Linked DNA regions of Mus musculus: all the other regions are linked to region 1. Evidence: chromatin contacts called from public Hi-C and Micro-C data. All regions are on one chromosome and are shown on one strand. The core of a region is the stretch at or near the end of the contact, and the rest is flanking DNA. Distances in the headings are between cores, read along the strand shown.

Region 1 (2,804 bases), core at 92-2,591:
ATGCAACCAGTCTTGGGTAATGATAAGAAGTAGGATCCAGTTATTCTTTGGAGTGGAGGTGTCTTCTAGACGAAGTGAAGAGATTTAGGTGTCATCCCTGAGGTGAGCAGAGAGAATCAAGGAAGCTGTCATGAGACATGTCTAATGTTATAGTCTGTCAAAAGTGGCTATCATCCTTGAAGATTATTTAGATCCAAAATATTATCTTTTCCAGACATAAACTTCTTTGAGCTAAAGTGAATCCTTCATAAGTTCCCCAGATTTTCAACACTCTTAGGGGAGGTATTTCCATCACATACCAGTTCCGGTTCGTGATGTCACCATATGGTGCTGTCCAGAAGCTAGGGGATCAATCCATTTAGATAGAAAGATGAATACAGGTCCAGAACTGGGTAGCCTTTGTGCTACTAAAGCCCAGCTGAGCAGGCCTCCTGGGACAGTGGGTGGGAAGGAGACAGCACCATAGTGGAAAAAGTTGCTTTAATTTTAACTTTTATTCTGCGTTAACCATTTTCCCACACTATTTTGTAACTCACAGTAAGGAACGAGAACAAAGCAATAAAAGCAGAATATATTCAAATAAAGGCCCACAGTGCCGTGTAGTAGTAGGTGGTGGTGTCCTTTGGGGCTCATTTTTTTTTAACTGCCTCATTTGTTTCTGAATCTGAAATTTCAAAACTCAGAAGAAAAATATCTCAGTCTTTTGACTCATGTTCTAAAACATAAACGTTTAGATTGTCTTTGAATCAATGCATAAAAACATAGCTCCCGAATGCCCCTTTCCTTCCGTGATGCCATCCTGATGATGTCATTCATTCGTGAGTAACTTACAAGGAAAGCTTTGGTATTTTCTTCATCTGTCACCTTAATCCATCTCTGCACACAGTAGAGTTGTATCATATACATAATACACTGTGCCTTTAGCAAAAATAGGGCCGAGCTAGAGAGAAGTAGGAAACCACAGAGGAGTCCACTCAATACCCCACTAGCCCACAGGCAACTGCTTGTGTGTCTGTCTCAGAAAAATCTCTAATTGAAAACATAATTGTCCAGGTCGAGCACCAATATAAGTGTTCAAAATTCAACTTTTGGTGATCACAGAAAGAACATCACCATCGTCAAACCCTGCAGGAAACCTAACAGTTATTGGAGGGTGATTTCCATGGTATGTACCATCTTCAAACTAACCTCTCTCCTTTCTCCCCAAAGATGTGACTTTAGTTCAGGCCAGAGGCAGGAGACACCAATTGGGATAGCTGCCCAGATCACAGGGGTTGTCTCCATGGCACCCTCTGTCCTGTCTCTGTACTAACTGCTTCTGGAGCAGAGACATCTGACCCAAGCCAAGGAAATCAGAGTCTGCCTCTCAGGAAGCGGTGACCTCAGTAGAAAAATGCAGACAGGGATGTCTGTGTGGCCACTGAGTGGCATTTCCAGCAATCCTCTGGGCTGAAGTCAAACTGGCCAGGTCCCTTACTCTTATCAAATCCTAATTGCTTAATAACTTACTTAACCTAATGAATTTTCATAGCGTCATCAAGTAAACTAAAGTGAAGTTCTGTTTTGTTTTGTTTTGTTTTGTTTTGTTTGGGGAGGATTACGAAGAACCTTCAAGAATCTATTGGATTATCATCCCCTTAAGTTAAGATTCTTAGAATTATAACTGACTTACTAATGAGTCATCAAAGAGCCCAGAGAGTGTCTGCTGTAAGAACAGCCCTGGGTATCACAAAAGGAAGATACCAAAGGCAAGAATCAGAGTAGTGCCTACAGTGGGTGCCATGGAACTTTACGCCAACAAGATGATCTGGTCTTAAACCGTTCTAATATCGGTAAAGTTCTAAGTTAGAGAAGGGAAGTGCACTCTAACACTTACACAGGATGTCCTTCAAATAAGCCCTTCAGATGTACACAAATACTCACAGGAAAGACATTCAATATGTTTAAGTCAGAATTTCTGAAACATATTTCAAATAGCTTCTAGTTTTCTCTTCCTTACTTCCATCTCTGTCCTAGTTTATTCTCTGTGACTGTAATAAATCACTGACCAAAAGCAACTGGAGGAGGAAAATGTTTATTTTAGCTTACAGGTCCATTTTCAAAGGAAACCAGGGTAGGAGCTCAAGGCAGAAGCTTGAAGCAAAAACCTATGGAGGAATACTGCTTGTTGGCTTGCTCCCAGACTCATCATTTAGCTAACTTGCTTGTACGGCCTATGCCTACCTGCCTAGGGATGGTGTCACCCACAGTGGACTGGGCTGACACCAATTAGCAATCCAAAAATGATCCCACAGACATTACAACATGTCACTCTGATGGATATAATTCCTCAACTAAGGTTCCCTCTTCCCAGATGACTCTGGGCTTTTGTAAAGTTGACAACTGAAGTTAACTGTGACAATTACCCTACTCACAATTAATCTACTACCAACATTTTGGGAAGCATAACCAGAATTAGGTGAACAAAACTTCTAGTAGCTTTGTCTTTACACTTACAACTCTAGTACAGAAGTTTGATCTTCTTCCTTATGTATTTGCAGATAACTATGGGGTCTGGCCCCATGCTGGATGTTCTAGGGACTGCTATGGTGTTATGGAGAGAATAGAGAGACTTGGTTAGAGTTGCAGCTCCAATCTGAAACTCAAAACTGACTTATTACTGAAGATCTTCCCATCAGACAGGGTTAATGACACCCACCTCACCTCAGCCCTGAACAGTAAAACAAATTGAAAAGGATAATGGATAGGAGAACACTTTGTGAACTCCAAGGCATTAAATTAACATTAGATTTTTTAAAAACGAA
Region 2 (2,976 bases), core at 85-2,584, 140 kb after region 1:
GCTGCCAGGAAGGAGAGATGGGTGCCTCCCATTCCAGTCCCACTTCCTTTTCTTTCTTTCTTTCTTTCTTTCTTTCTTTCTTTCTTTCTTTCTTCCTTTCTTTCTTTCTTTCTTTCTTCCTTTCCTTCCTTCCTTCCTTCCTTCCTTCCTTCCTTCCTTCCTTCCTTCCTTCCTTTCTTTCTTTTTTGATTATTTTTTATTAGATATTTTCTTTATATACATTTCAAGTGCTATCCCAAAAGTTCTCTATACCTTCCCCCTGCCCTGCTCCCCTACCTTTAAGCACCTTCCTCACTTGAAGCAAAAATTTTGCCATCTGTAATACAACTAAGATGCTAGCAGTGTAGGTCTCAGGAGGAGCAGGGAATGGAAATGATAAGGGAACAGAAGCCTAATGTGTGGCACCATGCTCACATGAGCTGAACAAAAACCTGTATCCACACCACTTTTAGGGAATGAAGTCGTGGGACACAGGGGCAAACCATTACCAGGTACCCAAGAAGAAAAAGAATCTACAGCTTTTTACTGTCTGGCTGTGAAGCAAGGTGGACCGAGAGGCAAGCCCAGAATTGGAACTTGACTCTGCCTGGCATCCAGTACCTGTACACTTAAACTCACTCCCAGCTCTGCCTCAGTCTTCACAACCACAGAATGGACCAAATGTTGGAGCTGGGCATGCCTCAGATGTGACATGCAACAAGAGCAAAGGAAATGTGACAGAAATAGTGTCACACAGAGGCCCACAGATTATTTCTTGTACTCTTGTGATTTGAACTAAGCATTGGACTGAATCCCCAATAAAGAGGAGGAAACCTAGGTCATATCTATTCTTCAGGTGGCCTTCCAAAGTTCTAACCTGACTCTAAACCTGACTGTGCCCCCATACCTCTTGGGGACATCGTTAAATGCAGTCTGGCTCAGGAGGACTGGAGTGTGCCCAAAGGAGAGTGCTACTGGGTCACAGAACACCCTCTGTGTGGCCAGGCTCTCCGAAGGCCACAAAAGCCAAGTGGTTACATAACCCAGAGCAGGCTGGTAGAGAGAAGCTCACAGGGAGAGGTGGGCCCTGCAAGTGGGTTCAGGATACACAGCTGTGGGCCTAATGATAAGCCTTGTGGGTGTCGGGTGTTGTCTAAATCCTATCATACTTATATTTCCCGAAATGTTCCTAAATGATGGATGTATTTTTGTCTTGGTTTCACAGATTACCAAAAAAAAAAAAAAAAAAAAAAAGCTACGGTCCAAAGAGATTGCATCACTTGCCCAGTGTTACACACCGTGCTATCCACAAGCCTCCAGTGTCAGAGCTGAACCCAGGGCAGATGACAGTGATACATGGTGCATTCCTGGACCAGCTGCCCCTCTAATCCCACAGCAGAGGGACACCCCCTGACACAGCACACTCTGAAGCTTGCTGAGAGCTGAGTCATTTAATGGCAGTGGCTTTAGGAGCCAGTCTCCAGCCTCACTGGCTCCTGCCGCACACAATATTTCTCTCCTTTCCGCACTCTGAACAGCTACATCCAATGTCTTTCTTTCACATTTCACAGGGTTTAAAAGCCTGGATTCTGATCTCAGCTTCACTGTCTATAAGTTGCTTAGCTTTGAAAGACTCCGCTTCTCCAATCTATCTTCTGGGCATAATCAGTATAGAGTCTATAGTGGGAAGGTTTTCTTTTTTCTCTTATATACAGTTTCATGCAGCCCATGCTGGCCTCAAACTCACTACGCAGCCAAAGATAACCTTGAACTTCCACTCCCCCTGCCTCTACCTCCAAGTTCTGACATATACTGGAAGGTACCACCTTGCCTGGTATATTCCGCACTGGGGATTGAACCTAGGACTTTGTGCATATTAGCCAAGCACTCCACTCACCATAGCTACATCCCCAGCCCTGGGAAGAATTACTGTGAAAATGGAGGTTGAGCATGTTCTCTGCTGGTTCGTCTTGCCCCTAGCACAGAATCACTATAGATGTGATTATTGAGGTAAAAATCAGGCTCCCAGCCTGTGCAGTGATTCAGCCACTGGGCTCGGTGGTGTGAATGACTCCACTTCTAGCAAGAGGTTTTCAGGCTATTGCACCTGCCAGCATGCATATACACTGCTCCCATAGAAAAATGGAAACCGAGTTACAGGAATGGGGGGCATAATCGCACATCAGGGAAGCATTTTGCACAAACAAATGTTGCATCAACTTTCATGGCTCTGGCCCCAGGCTGGCTATGAGTCAGACTCGCAGCCCCATCTTCAAGCTAGTGGTTGTCCTGAGGCTTAGACCTACTCATTCCCCTCCTACCTGCCATCTCCTGCCACTGCCCTGCATTCCCCAAGGAGCCAGGGATGAAAGAGAGATGCCTGTGAGCAACTGCCATGCTGGCCCGCCAGCATTCGTTAATGCTATTAAAAGATACCCCAAGTCATTACTGTGGCATTGTGGGACTCCGCTGATTGCAGCTAATCTCTGGTTCCTTTTGTGCTCCTAATGGAGGGAGCCTAGCACTGACAAAATAAAAAGAAAGAAAGAAAGAAAGAAAGAAAGAAAGAAAGAAAGAAAGAAAGAAAGAAAGAAAGAAAGAAAGGACATTCTGTTTCCTTTTTTTCTAATATTTAGTTTAAGAAAAAATAGCTAGGGGCAAAAAGTGATATTCAACAGCTAAAAATGAGTAAGATAAGAATAAAAATACAGAGAAGGTGATTTGAAAAATGGTTTTCTTTTCAGCCAGCAGACCCTGAGACAATAGCCACCCGGATGAGCTCAGGGCCAGAGGACAGGAGTCATTTGGTGAGCACACTGTTCCCACTCCCTCCTCTTTCCGCCACCTCTGATTACATCAGTGAGAAATTCTCTCAGTGCTAGTGAGGCTTCAACACCCTGGGACACAGTTAATCTCCCTTTCCTAACAGCAGGAACAGCCTGCGCCAGTGTGCAATGCAGGGCAGGCTGCTGGGACTACAACCTGAGCCGGGTCCCA
Region 3 (2,846 bases), core at 77-2,576, 230 kb after region 1:
AAACAAGAAAATTCTTCCCTGGTTTGACTTTTTTCTTCTTCCTTTTTGTAATTACCCACCTCTGGAAATAGGGTTTGTAGCCTAATAGCCTACATGTATACAAGGCAATACAAGAAAAGAGCCAACAGGCAAGACCCCCCCCCCCAAGTCCCTTCCCCAGGATTTGGCAATCAGTCCTCACTCTCTACTCCCAGAGATACAACTAGCTCCCTCTCACCCTTCCCTCCCTTCCTCCCTCCTTCCCTCCTTCCCTCCTTCCCTCCTTCCCTCCCTCCCTCCTCCCTCCTTCCCTCCCTCCCTCAACTATCTCTTTAGTGACAACCCCAAGCCCCTTCTTAAAATGTCAAGTTCAGCCTAGAGATGCTGCTCACTTGGTAGAGTATGTGCTTGCCTAGAATGCACGAAGCCCTGAATTCCATCCCCAGTATCAAATAAACCAACCACGGCGGTACATGCTTGTAATTCCAGCACTCAGGAGGTGGCCATAGGAAAATCAAGAGTTCAAAGGTATTCTTGTGTTATACAGTGAGCTGGAGGGCAACCTGAGCTACATCATACTCTGTCATTAAAAAAAAAAATCCAATTCATATTCTTCCATACCCTGGTTGCATTTCTCTGTCCTCAATTAATCTTCTCCTAAACTCCTGTCATTAGATGTCTCGCTTCAGATTTTGCTTGTTTGATAAGCTTCCACTTGCCGGTCAGGAATCTGGGTACCCTTCTAACTGTTGGAGAACAGTGCCTAGAATGGAGCCACTGCCTGGAGGTGGACATTAACAATCCACTGAAGGAATGTGTGCAGGGAATAACTGAACGAATGAATGAGCAACAGAAGTTTCTAGGTTTTATCAAGGCCAAAGAGGTTGCAAGGGGGAACTAAAGTATACGCCTGGTCTCAGATGTGACTCAAGTCTCTGTCACCTGCCTAACGCAGGGATTTTCTTCCTTTTGTAGAAGCCAGTTGTGTAGAAGTTGCACATCTCTCTGAACCCATGGCTTGACTCCAGGAGCCCCCATTAGAGGTAAGCATCCCCACCCTACCTTTTAACTGAAGCGTGAACAGGGGGAAAAAATAATCCCAGCGGGCCCCCTGGGGTGTATGAACCGGGATGCCCACACCCGGATCCCCTGCTCTGCTCCCCGCCCCATCCCCGCAGAGGGAGCGGTGCCGGGCGCGGCAGGTCTCCAAGCCGACTAGGCTGGCGCTGGCGTCGGGGCTGCGCTCCTTGGCTGGACCCGCATTGCCCCCTAGTGCCGCACAGAGTCAGGGCGCCCGGGCTTCCCCGCCTGATGTCACCGCCGTGCAGTCAGCCCAGAGGCGGCTCATTGAAAGCAGACCCTCCTCGCGATCGCTGGGCGGAGAAGGCACCGCGGTCCGTAGACCCGCCGCGGGCCGGGCACAGCCGGGCACCCCCGGCCCGGCGCCCGCTCCTCCCCGCGCTCCCGCGCCAGCCCGGCCAGGCGCGCCTGACGTGGACCATTAAACTTGGAGCTGCCGCCTCGTCCCCTCTCTCCTCCTCCTCCCTCTGACAGGCGAGCGAGCCGCTGGGTGCAGGCAGGCGACGTGCTGCCGGGCTAGGCTGCCCGGGGGAGATGACTTCTCGCCAGGAGGACGCCTCTGGAAAGAAGACCACGGAGGGAGCAAAGTTTCAGGGCAGCTGAGGAGCTTTGGTCGCAGCCCTTCCGAGCCCAATCTCCTCCCTGGCTATGGAGGGCGGACTTTAAAATGAATCCCGATCTGGACACCGGCCACAACACATCAGCACCTGCCCACTGGGGAGAGTTGAAAGATGCCAACTTCACTGGCCCCAACCAGACCTCGAGCAACTCCACACTGCCCCAGCTGGACGTCACCAGGGCCATCTCTGTGGGCCTGGTGCTGGGCGCCTTCATCCTCTTTGCCATCGTGGGCAACATCTTGGTCATCCTGTCGGTGGCCTGCAACCGGCACCTGCGGACGCCCACCAACTACTTCATTGTCAACCTGGCCATTGCTGACCTGCTGTTGAGCTTCACAGTCCTGCCCTTCTCCGCTACCCTGGAAGTGCTCGGCTACTGGGTGCTGGGGCGCATCTTCTGTGACATCTGGGCAGCGGTTGATGTCCTGTGTTGCACGGCCTCCATCCTGAGCCTATGTGCCATCTCCATTGACCGCTACATTGGGGTGCGATACTCTCTGCAGTACCCCACGCTGGTCACCCGCAGGAAGGCCATCTTGGCGCTCCTCAGTGTGTGGGTCTTGTCCACGGTCATCTCCATCGGGCCTCTCCTTGGATGGAAAGAACCTGCGCCCAATGACGACAAAGAATGTGGGGTCACAGAAGAACCCTTCTACGCCCTCTTTTCCTCCCTGGGCTCCTTCTACATCCCACTGGCGGTCATCCTGGTCATGTACTGCCGAGTCTACATCGTGGCCAAGAGGACCACCAAGAATCTGGAGGCGGGAGTCATGAAGGAAATGTCCAACTCCAAAGAGCTGACCCTGAGAATCCACTCTAAGAACTTTCATGAGGACACCCTCAGCAGTACCAAGGCCAAGGGCCACAACCCCAGGAGTTCCATAGCTGTCAAACTTTTTAAGTTCTCCAGGGAAAAGAAAGCAGCCAAAACCTTGGGCATTGTAGTCGGAATGTTCATCTTATGTTGGCTCCCCTTCTTCATCGCTCTCCCACTTGGTAAGTTGGGGGCTGGCAGAGGGGAGGTAGACCTACATTGGTTTTCCTGATGATCTCACACCAAAGTTTTTGTGTGGGTTTGGTTATTTTTATGCCATCAGTGTGTGTTTGGAGACTGGATAATACTATTTGTTCTGCAAGGGCTTTGCAGATTGGGGAACTGGCTAAGAA
Region 4 (3,078 bases), core at 252-2,751, 150 kb before region 1:
GACTTCCAGAGACCACTACAGTAAGATGAGTCTACTTTAGTGTTTCAGGGATAGGGTATATAAGGGCTTTCAAGGCATATGTGTGGAAAGTGCTAATTTGTCATAGCATCAAGCATGTGGGAAGGCCTGATTGGTTATAATTCAACACCTAATTATCATGTGGGCAGGATTCCAGAGTGGAATGTGTGTGCTGAGTTATACGGCCTTGTAGAGAGCTCTGAACAAGATCACTTATCAGGCAATGCCTGAAAAGGCCAGTCACCTGTGTTCAGGGACACTCTCCAGACAAGGGCACACAGAGACAGGGAAGCCCCATTGAGAAATGGAGTCCCCAATTTTACACCAAACTCAGAAAGCCATCCTGTCATGGTGGCCTGATGCCTTAATAACAGGGTTCTCCAACAGCAATCCATCAGATAAGCTCGGGCTCTGAAATTTGAATGGGCTCTTCAGTCTACTGAGTATGTTGTACCATCACCGATTTAGGCTCAGGATGTCTGAGGTGGAGCCAAATGGCTGTATCACTGAGAGAAACAAAGCTTTGGAACACAATTCACGAGTTATAAAACCTTAGGGAAGTCCTTACTTCCAGTGCCTCCCTAGTTTCTTCATCTCTAAGGCAGATGAAGATATTTCCTATTCATAGGTTTACTAGTTGAATTAAGGCCAATAATCTGTGTAAAAAGCTGCTTGTGATGGCCACTAGCAAAACGTCGGCTATCCTGACTACACAGACATTCTTGTAGAGAGAATCTCTTAAAAGCAACACATGCCAATAAAATAAAAACCCTATTGCCAATGAGCTAAGGCAGGAAATAGGAAGTGGATCACTGGCCGGAAGAGAGAGGATTCTGGGAAGTAGTGAGAGAATAAAAGGAGATGCAGAGAGAGACGTTGGGAAGACACTGGAGGAGATGCTGAGGACACCAAAAGCAAGAAGTGGGCCTGGCCTGAAGGCGAGGTAACTAACCATGTGGAAGTCATAGAATAGTTTAAGTGGTTAAATATGTTATGAGCTAGTCAGGGACTGAGCCAACGCTTGTGGCCTAGACATCTATCAATAAATAATTAGTCTCAGAGTCATCATCTCCAGGACCAGGTGCAGGGAGACAAAACGATTTAACTTTTTAAAACACATTCTGAGTAAATACTTTTATGATAAAATGTCTATTGACTTGAACCCTCAGGTAGGCAGGATGCCCAGAGATACGTATCTTTTTACACCAGGAACTTGATCACCCTGTACTCTTCCCTAACTTGATCTGAATTCTCCACATCCCATAGGCATCAACTTTGAAAACATTTGATTCAGGAAGCGATGGCGTAAGGTGTTCAATAAGACCATTACTCCCCAAACAACACAGGTAATGAGAGTTATGTGAGGTGCTCCCGTTGCTTTCCAGACAAAGGAATGCTGGAAGGCTCCTATTTCCCCTGTGTGTCAGACACCAACACGAATCACCAAATATGTGAGCATGACAATCAAAGCCCAGCACTAGTCATATGTGCTAGGAGGCCAGTGGGAATGTGTATCTGGGATGGAGTGCTGAGTCAGAGGCCCAGCATTTGAAAGTGACCAAGGCTCCCTTGAGAGAAAAAAACAGTTCCATGATGAGCCATTTCCCTTTCCATGTGGGGCCTCTGGCTATAACCTGACCTGGATTTAGATTCTGAAGTTTTCATTTATTGAGTTTGGAAAATGCAATTCAAGAAATCTTTATTGAGCATCCATCATGCCAGGCTTTGGGCTAGGTGCAGGCACGCAAGAATAGAGCACTTTATATTGCAAGCTTGCTGTCAGTAGGTACAGCCAGCCTTCTGTGTTCATGGGGATGCATTTCAGGATATGATGTCTGAAAATAGTGCTAAAGTCTACACATAATATACTTTTCCCTAAACACCTGTATTAGTTACTTTTCTTATTTCTAGAACAAAACCCTGACAAAAGCAATTTAACACACAATGGGTTTATTATGGTGATGCAGAGCATCATGGGTAAGCACAGCGGTTGGGGCATAAGGTCACTAGTCACATCGGATCCTCAGTCAGGAAGTAGAGAGAGATGAATGATAGCAACCACTTAGCTTTCTCTTTTTTCCTTTTTTGTTCTCACTGGCATCCCAGTCCATAGAATGATACCACAGAATTCCCACAGATACTCGGAGAGGTGTACCTCCTAGGTGGTTCTATAGCCAATCAAGTTGACAATAAAACCATGCTGTCACAATGTACACACTTCTGATAAAGTTTAATGTGTAAGTTAGGCACAAAAAGTGATCAACCAACAATGATTATAATTATTCTCATATGCTCTCTCACAAAATATTTTATTGTGCCTACCTTTAAGGCTTCTCCTTGGCATGCTGGGATGCGAGTAGCATTAGTCTTGTGTCTCAGGGTCATTACTATGTAATGTAAGGGCTTCTTGAACACAAGCACTAGGGCAGATCAACTCTTGAGCTGATGATAATCTACACTGAGAATCAGTAGCTTATATGGTACAGTTACACAGAGTGGCAAAAAGATTTTATCATGTTCGGGTAGCATGCACATTCAGGAACTGTCTAATTAACAGTTTTAGACAGTGGTTACCTGTGAACTACTGAAGCTGCAGAGCAAAACCTTAGGTAAGAGGGAAGACTGCAATGAGAATGAATACAACCTCAGGCAACTGTGATGAGGCTAAAAAGGAAAAAGAAGACATGCGCTATTCTTTTGGAGAGTCAGGCAAGAGCCCTTCGAAGGATGGCTTCTTTAAAGGTGAAGTGTGAACACGAACAGGTCCTTCCCCAGCTGGGAAGGGGAGCATGTGAGAGCAAACAAACACTAAAACTAAACCAAGCATATGTGTGTGTTTGTGTGTGTGTGTGTGTGTGTGTGTGTGTGTGTGTGTGTGCATGTGTAGATTGAGGTGATTGATGGCCGTAACTAAGATGGAAGAGATGAGTGATATTAACAGAAACCATTTCTTGAAGACTGACTTTGGCTGTGACAGGTGCTGTCCTAAGCAGCACTTTGCTTGTAATCATTCTTTCAAGGCTCACAGTGGCTTCTCTGTCTACTTTGCAGATCATGAAA

The links. A called contact is a pair of places that touch in the nucleus more often than the background predicts.
Region 2: a Hi-C map of the C2C12 cell line shows a contact between it and region 1, with 2.2 times the contacts expected there. The contact joins two enhancer-like sites. A contact is called at or near these places in 5 of 484 Hi-C or Micro-C datasets (the C2C12 cell line, adipose-derived mesenchymal stem cells, embryonic fibroblasts and 2 more) and 1 of 115 datasets of contacts at active chromatin or transcription factors (double positive thymocytes).
Region 3: a contact with region 1 is called in a Hi-C map of the C2C12 cell line, with 2.2 times the contacts expected there. The contact joins the promoter of Adra1b here to the enhancer-like site in region 1. A contact is called at or near these places in 4 of 484 Hi-C or Micro-C datasets (the C2C12 cell line, cerebral cortex and embryonic fibroblasts), 4 of 115 datasets of contacts at active chromatin or transcription factors (VIP interneurons, kidney, neural progenitor cells and 1 more) and 1 of 9 other capture datasets (liver).
Region 4: a Micro-C map of embryonic fibroblasts shows a contact between it and region 1, with 2.1 times the contacts expected there. The contact joins two enhancer-like sites. A contact is called at or near these places in 3 of 484 Hi-C or Micro-C datasets (the AML12 cell line and embryonic fibroblasts).

Annotation. Positions count from the first base shown.
Region 1 is chr11:44,064,863-44,067,666 of GRCm38.p6, reverse strand. The region is part of intron 5 of Gm12153 (a long non-coding RNA gene); the gene reads right to left. Among named protein-coding and RNA genes, the nearest start is that of Gm12153, 110 kb to the right of the region's middle. Within about 2 kb of position 1,341, at least 13 of the 459 cell types and tissues checked have an H3K27ac peak or open chromatin away from gene starts, as enhancers often do. A contact at or near this core is called in the C2C12 cell line and embryonic fibroblasts, where this site is marked.
Region 2 is chr11:43,925,664-43,928,639 of GRCm38.p6, reverse strand. No RefSeq gene overlaps it. Among named protein-coding and RNA genes, the nearest start is that of Gm12153, 32 kb to the left of the region's middle. Within about 2 kb of position 1,334, at least 57 of the 459 cell types and tissues checked have an H3K27ac peak or open chromatin away from gene starts, as enhancers often do. A contact at or near this core is called in the C2C12 cell line and embryonic fibroblasts, where this site is marked.
Region 3 is chr11:43,834,969-43,837,814 of GRCm38.p6, reverse strand. Adra1b (adrenergic receptor, alpha 1b) reads left to right here and starts at 1,326. Exons shown (of 2, transcript NM_007416.4): 1 at 1,326-2,675. The coding sequence starts at 1,727.
Region 4 is chr11:44,214,989-44,218,066 of GRCm38.p6, reverse strand. No RefSeq gene overlaps it. Among named protein-coding and RNA genes, the nearest start is that of Il12b, 180 kb to the left of the region's middle. Within about 2 kb of position 1,501, at least 19 of the 459 cell types and tissues checked have an H3K27ac peak or open chromatin away from gene starts, as enhancers often do. A contact at or near this core is called in embryonic fibroblasts, where this site is marked.